Regions from separate parts of the Xenopus tropicalis genome. Here region 1 is linked to region 2. A link is a contact called in public Hi-C data. All regions are on one chromosome and are shown on one strand. The core of a region is the stretch at or near the end of the contact, and the rest is flanking DNA. Distances in the headings are between cores, read along the strand shown. Region 1 holds the start of mypop (Myb-related transcription factor, partner of profilin). Region 2 holds the start of ckm (creatine kinase, M-type).

Region 1 (4,040 bases), core at 1,137-3,636, 140 kb after region 2:
GCACCTATTTTTGATTACTACTCTAAAAAAATCACTGTGGCATTGTCTGTCAAACACAGAAACACTTGTTTAGTAAAAGTGGAGCAAACTGAATATTTTTTTGTTCACAATGTCCCTTGGTCTGCCATTTTTGCATCTGGTGCTGTTGGGCTCAACACTTATTGCAATTTTTTAATATTACATGAAGCCAAATATATTTCCCTGCTGCAAATAATTATCTTATGATGCAAGTCCCCGAATGACAGCAGGAACACTTGGGTGAAAAAAATAGCAAAACACATTTTTGAAATATATTCTGGGTGGAATTATATAGCTATAATCATCCCCCTTTAAGTGTAACTTTTCCATGGAGGTTTCTAATCACTCTTCTTCTTTTGCCAAATGTGAATTCGCTGCATCTTCAAATCACACCTTTGCAAGGGTCATATACATTCTGTTTTTTCCCAAAGTATCATATTTTTCAACATTAGGAGCAGTATAATGAAAAATAATAATAAAATGCAGTAATTTATTGGTGAGGTCTCTCTATGCATATTAATGCAGTGCTATGTGTGGCATTTCTTTTTGTCCATCTCTACATTTTTCAAATGTTGGGAGGTTTGGCCTAGGGTGGTGTGATTTTAGGGGCAGCATGCTGCTCAGCCGCCTTTTTTTTTATTCCCAGAGCACTGGGGAAATAGGTGAGCAGGAGATTTGTTTAATTCTCTTGCGAGCTAATTCCTCAGTGCTCTGGGTCCAGAGGAGAAGCACAAGCGACAAGGGGCAGTGGTGGGTGATAGGAAGGAGAGAAGCTGCTGCGCATGCGTATGTGCATATGAGTGTGGGGCGGGATGGAGGGCAGGGCGCAATGTAAGGTGGCCAGCCTAGGAGTGTGCAAACTGGAAATCAGGTGCAACTGGACCCATCCTTGGCCTATTGAACTCATAGTTATCCCCCCCTTACGTATAGGTTCATCTGCATAGTAGAAAATTCTGAATTCTTTATACAGGTATGGAACCTGTTATCCAAAATGCTCATGACCTGGATAAGGGATCTTCCTGTAATTTGAATCACCATACTTTGTCTATGAAAAATCTTTTAAGCATTAAATAATACGGTTGTTTTGCCTTCAATAAGGATTCATTATATCTTAGTCGGGATTAGGTACAAGGCACTGTTTTATTATTATAGAGAAAACACGTAATTTATTTAGTCTGGAGTCTGTAAGAGATAGCCTACCTGTAATTTGGAACTTTCTCGATAATGGGTTTCTGGGAAATGGATCCCATACCTGTACATGCATGAGATCAATTTAGCTGGCAAGCTATTATCCCAAAGGCCCTTAATACAGCAGTGCAGTTTCACAGTGCCCTATTTTATGTCCCAGTGTGTAATTAAAACAATCTCTATGTTTAACTAGTTTTTCAGTAATAATAAGACCTAATAATAAGTGCCTGGAAATAAGACAGCAAATCCATGTTGGTGGAAAAGAATTTCTAAATATGTTTAGTAACCTTAAAGGAGAAGGAAAGTAATTTTGGCATTTTACTGCCAATAGATTTGTCACATTAGTGCCACCTAGAACACTATATTTATTCTGCAGAAATCATTAGCATACCTGAGTAACCATCCCTAGAGGCTCCTTCCATTACATAGACCTTTCTGATAAAGCTTACTTAGTTTTTAACTTTCTTTCTCCTTTAAAGCATGATGCTCTGCATAACAGAAAAACTAGCAAACTAGTGATGAGCGAATTTTTTCACCAGGCATGGATTCGCAGCAAATTTCCGCATTTTGTCAACGGCAAATTGTTTTCTGAAACTTCGGTGAAAATTTGACGCAAAAAAAAAATCGCTCATCACTAGCAGAAACCTCTGTGTCACAAGCATTCTGGATAATAGATACCAAACTTGAAACTACAGACTGTATAAAAACGAAATCCTGAATAATTATTTAACAGATGCAGACAAAGAACAGTAATAGGAACAGTAGTAGGGAAAAAATGCTGAGGTTGAAAATTAAAAAAAAGAAATCTGTTCAAAGAAAAGTATGTTCCAGAATTCCAAATATATTAACAGTTCTATTTGTGATTGTTTTCTTGTACACATCAAGAAGATCATTTTCTGACATCTGGTCCTCCAAATTCACCCTTTGCTACTAGTAACTGATGAGCGCAGCCGAAAACACCCAGCGCATAACGGTACGATCCGAGGCTACCACCTGCTGGCCAATAAGAGAATAGCATTCACTGGCCGAGGCAATGAGCTTTTTTTCCCTATTGTCGCTTGTTTCCCAGAATCCTTTGTAGAAGGCACAGTGGAGAGGAAGTAGGCGGGTGGCTGAAGTGAAGCCGCCAGGCGCATGCTCTGTTTTCCCATAGGGCTGCACAAGGGGGGAGAGGAAGAGGAAGAGGTGGAGCAGAAGAGGCAGCAGATAGGTGAGACCTAGCAATAATATACTCTGCACACCCCGCATTCTATAGTATTGCATAGAATTCACCCTAAGGTTCGTACAATGCACACAATTCCCACAATGAGTATATTTCCCGCCCTGTATTTACTTTCCTGCAGCATTAAATCCTGGCAGGCTCACAACTCCTTATTCAGTACCCGTTTGGAATCATTACTAACTGCACCCACACGCACTGTCGCACTCTGTTTGGTACTTCCACCGCCCTCGGCATTGGAGCACTCTGTTATCCAACACTATTTTGGTCTTTAACGGTATCCGTAGTCGCTTAATTTACACGATATTTTACTTCTTGTTGTACAAAGGGAACTCTTGTGGGAAAACGCTGTTGTTTTATACACACGGGGCTTTGTGTAAAGGTGTCCGAAGCCAATTTCTCTGCCCACAAAATTCCAAACTGTATTTAATGTATCACTGCTGCGTCCTCCCTCTCACTGCCTAGGGTATGCAGGCTCCTCATTTACTAACAAAGGTGCCATTTGCACCAGCACAGTAACCCATAGCAACCATGTTTGCTCTCCTTAGTCTTACTGCCCCAGGCTGACAAAGTTGATTAGTTGTTATGGGTTACAGCAGCTGTAACTGACGCCAGTTTAGCAAATGGGGCCACAGTCTTCTGAACTCATGAGTGCACTTTGTACACCAACAAGTCTCTGCCTGGTGCTGCAACTTCAAATGACTTTATTCTTCTTGTAGTTTCATTGATTTATTCATGTACCATAGCTGAATGTATGCATAGGGCAACTACTACATCCAAATACCTTAGTGCTTGGAGTTCAGCTAGCTTTACCAGCAGGGCTGTTTTATTTTTTTGTTATTTTACCATAGAAGCTACTTTACATGCCCACAGCAAGCAGTAAGTCAGCAGTTATAATGAGCTACTGGCAGCACTGTATAAACTGCCAAAATGCGCCCTCTGTCCTCTGACATTAAAATGTACTATGTATGTGTACTTTGCTCACAAACAGCTTCAGAGTAATGTACAAATCACTTCTTGTCGCATCAACCTTGTTAAAGGGAGGGGGGGGGTTAGTGGTCTAAAGTTGGCCCTAATAAGTTACTTTTTTGCAGTGTATGTTTTTAAGGTGATGTGTCTATATTCTTTAACATGTGTGGTAAAAACTGTTGGAATCCCCTGCGACATATATGCATGGTGCTTAAGGGAGGATGTGCCAGTGTTAGCAGGAGGATGTATTGTGATCTAATAACAGATGTCAGTACTTGGGGTTTTTTTCCTTTTGCATATTTAAACAAAATGTCCGTAACTTTACAATGTACTTTTCAGTGAGTTTATAGTTATATGTAGATGAGACTGCAATTGATAATCAGTTATGCCCTTTACAATGCCATTTTCTTTGTACCAAATATAAATTGTACTGCTAGTCATCCGTACTCCCTTTTAGACTCCTATTTCCACAATGCCTTTTACATTCTGTGACTGACAGACCTGCAGTAAAGAACAGAAGTGTGCTGGTGTCTTAGCTAGAGGAGTTGATTTCTAATACATTTTTCTGTAGTCTGGCAAATTGAAAAAAAAAACTTATTTCAGCTGGAAGTTGAATTACAAATTGTCGTTAAAAAACTAGATGTTT
Region 2 (4,056 bases), core at 838-3,337:
AATCTGGAATATATATGTATATCTGTAAATATTGGCCTTTTACTTATTTTACCTTGAGCCACCATAAATAATGCAGCTCTAACTGTAACAGGAAGAAGTGTGGGCGTAAAAGACAGAACTTTGTCCATTAATTGGTTGATGTGAACTAACATGTATGTGTGCCCTTGGTTTGTGTGCACCATGAATTGTATGATCCCAAGGGGACAGCCCTTAGTAGCTAAAATGGCAATTTTCTATTTAGGAGTACATAGTAATAAATATTACTAAACAGTATATTTTCATGAAAATGGTTTATTTAAATTATATCTCATAGTAAGCATTATTTTGTAAATTTGTTAATAGTACATGCAACCATAAGGTTCATGTTGCACTGGAACTGACATACTATGGCATAGGCTCAAAAGAGTTATAAGCAGCTGTAACTAACAACTTCCTCCGAGCTGTTGTGAGAGGCTGTCACAAACATGCTGCCTAAGAAAAGAACATGGTAGCAAGTTACTTATTGGTTAAAGTAGTCATATTACACTGACTGATGGGCCTTAACCCAAACAAACAGAACAGTAGCAAGGTAGTATGCAAAAAAGAAATTGCCACTCTTTCTTATGCATCAAATAGAGTTAATGGGCTCACACTGTTCCACTATCTGTCATTGTGTCACCCCTTGGTAATTGGTCACAAAAAAAGAAAGCAGAGCCAAACAGTGCTTTGACAAAGGGCACAGGTCCCAAAACAGGCGGTTTAGTTTTATCCAAATAAAGTGTTGCAGTTAAAGGAACAGTAACTCCAAAAAATGAAAGAGCTTTAAAGTAATACAAATATAATGCACTGTTGCCCTGCACTGGTAAAACTGGTGTGTTTGCTACAGTAACACTACTATAATTTATATAATAAGCTGCTGTGTAGCCATGGGGGCAGCCATTCAAGCTGGAAAAAAGGAGAAAAGGCACAGGTTACATTGCAGATAACAGATAAGTTCTGTAGAATACAATAGTGTTTTATCTGTTATCTGCTATGTGCCTGTGCCTTTTCTCCTTTGAATGGCTACATAGTAGTTTATTTATATAAATTATAGTAGACTTTCTGAAGTAAACACACAACTTTTACCAGTGCAGGGCGGCAGCACATTACATTTTAGTTAAGTTTATACACTTTCATTTTTTGGTGTTACTGTTCCTTTAAATAGCACTGCTTTGTTGAGACTGACAATCAGCAGGTAGCATTTAGAGGCTAGGCTGTTTTAAAACAAACAGATCATCTAGTTTACTAAACCAGAGAAAACTCTTTGTATCTGCTTTCTGCATCAGTCACTGTATCCGAACGATCAGCTATTGATCTCCTTTGATCAGCAGGATGTTCTGTTGGGTGCACCCTGGACGGTGTGTGCAGATAGTCAGGCAGTAAGATTGAACTATAAACATTACCAAACTTTGATAGTCACAGAATGGTACGTTGGGTATCATCTAGGTACAATACATGCTCAGATGGTCAGGGACTAATGTCGAATTGGCCAAATTACCTGATTGATTCTTGGCACATATGATCACCTTAGCACTCATCTGTAAAGAAAAGCATGCATTTTCATCAGTGCAGTAACACTAGTAATATCCTGGAATCACCCAGTGCAGAATGGCAACTCAGTTTTCAGTGTAACACTGATCAGAATGGTGAATCTTCCAAACCTTATCTGTCTGTACATCTGTCCCCCTGCTTAGCAGCCAGGCTTTTAGATTTTTCATACTCTATCACTGTCTCTGCCTGACTGAGATGGGTAAATTGAAATTCCTAGTTCCCCCTCTCTCTCTGCTTCACCGTGTCACCCAGTGTATGATAGGATCCAAAATTCCCTCTGTCTGTACTACTACTGAACTGACCCACCCACTCTCTAATTATAACCCATAGTGAGAAAGCTGAGCTCTTGTGCTCCAGATAAAGGCATCAAGTCAGATATAATAGGAACCAATGAGAAGGCGTTGATGTCTTGACATCACAGTGACACATTTCACACCTTCAAAGAGCTGGCCAATTGAAAGCAACTTAGGGTTATATAAGATAGAATTTGGATGAGCTAGTTGGGTCACCCTGAAGTTTGCTCCGTCTCTAAAGCAGGTAATACATTTTACCCTTCTACTGTTAGGGGGAAAGCCTTGTTGTGTGTGAACTTGTTCTTTGCCAAAATAGACCTGCAAATTCTCAAACAAAAGACAACCAGAGCCAGTTTTAGGGTTTGGGAGAGAGGGCATTTGCCCCCTAGATTTGGTAGATGCAACATCAACTGGTTGGTTGCAGGATATAAATTCTTAATTTACATATATTGGGGCTCCAACCAACTACAATGCACAGGACTTCCACATCTATAACTTTTACTTAGAATGGTAAATTTATAGCGTCATCTCATTAATATCTTCATAGAATGTAAATCTTCCTTTAGCAAAATATACTTGCAAAGCATAAGTTTATAAACCACACATGCAACTTTTTTCGTACAAAAGTAATATCCTTCTAGCTAGAAAGTATTGTGTGGAAACCAAACTGTAGGTTTCTGCAGAACTCTGGGCAGACCAAGTGCCTAGAAAGTGTACAAAGAAGGACACTTGCAGACCATATAATTGTGTCCCTATGTGAAGGCTGCAGTGCATTAAACCTTTCCCTGTATATGATACTTGATCGATGCAATTATATCAGGGAGACCCCTGCAGTAACATTTACATGTTCTTTTTGTAGACTAAAATGATTGTAAATTTTGCATGTATTTGCTGATAAATAAGTACAAAACAGCTGTTACCATTTTCATTAATGTTTACAGTAGGTTTCTCAACTATTCCTTAGCACCCACCAGAAGTGAGCTTACCACTGTTATATCTACCTTTTACTGACCCTTCATATGTGACGACCTGTGCATTAGTGATGGCATCCTTAGTGCATGAAGCAAGGAAAGGACGTAGAGCCTTAATATTTATAAATAGTTACAATAATACAGATCTTATGAGGATTTAACTCATTTGAGCATTTAACACAGATCTTGGACAGATCTTGGAATTCTTCAACCCTTTTTGTATGGTAGACTTTTAGAGCCTTTCATTATTTGCTTGTAAGGTATACTTTCTTGTAAGGCAGATCTGTAGAGTCTTAACCAGCAAACTTGTGGAGCATTTACATTTTTGCCCTCAAGTCAGTCCACTAGAGCAATGCTCCTCCTAAGTTGTACACATAAAATATGACAACACCACACACTATCAATGTGGCGCATATAGAAAATGTTGTATGTACAAATATAATTTAGTAACTGTTACGACAATCTGTTGTGCAGTGCCAGAATGGTTAGTCTTTCAGATCCTGTCTATCTGAACTACTGCATGTTGTGACTCGGTATGCTCCAGTGTGTACAGTCCCCATAGAGAAGCATGGGTTCATTTAACTCTTACATCCCCGTGTGGTGGATGGCAAAAATCAATGCATGGAATCAAAGTTGTAAATGTTCAAATGCAAGAGCCCTTATTCTTTCCCATTTATTGGGACCTATAACTTTAACTCAGAAGCTCCAAAATTAATAGCCTGAACAGTGATTTTGGTGAAATGCGGTTTTGGATGCCTTGTTAACTATGTAATAAGGTAATTATGCCTGCTTAATTATTAGACCTAAAAAGTCTGAATAACTCACAGCTAAACAGAGCTACAGAACTTAAATCCTTTTTCTGTTAAATAAACCTAAAGAGACTTAAACCATTCCTTGTAAAAAAAAAAAAATACCTGCAAGAATGGCTGCAAAGCTCCTAAATCTTTCTTTCCAAAACAACTGGTTTCCTGATGAATTTTCAGATGCTTTCACTTAGGACCTTGTGAAAGACCTACTCTCTTTAACCCTATCTCAGTAAGACTGTCCCCCAGTAGGCAGCTTTCCCTACAACTGATCATCTGTCAGTGAATTCAAAAATCTCTTTCTAGTATAGGAATATCTGTTTACTGGGGACAGTTGATTTATGGGTCATTCAACCCTTCAGTATTGGTAAGCCCTACCATGATAGACAGATACTTAAAGTGATTGCATGTTTGTTTGTC

The links. Hi-C and Micro-C count contacts between places; a contact is called where the count stands out from the background.
Region 1: a Hi-C map of neurula embryo shows a contact between it and region 2, with 1.5 times the contacts expected there. The contact joins the promoter of mypop here to the promoter of ckm in region 2. A contact is called at or near these places in 3 of 5 Hi-C or Micro-C datasets (brain, gastrula embryo and neurula embryo).

What each region holds. Positions count from the first base shown.
Region 1 is chr8:70,958,768-70,962,807 of UCB_Xtro_10.0, forward strand. mypop (Myb-related transcription factor, partner of profilin) reads left to right here and starts at 2,387. Exons shown (of 3, transcript NM_001142037.1): 1 at 2,387-2,416.
Region 2 is chr8:70,816,193-70,820,248 of UCB_Xtro_10.0, forward strand. It overlaps ckm (creatine kinase, M-type), which reads left to right and starts at 2,088. Exons shown (of 8, transcript NM_204043.1): 1 at 2,088-2,106.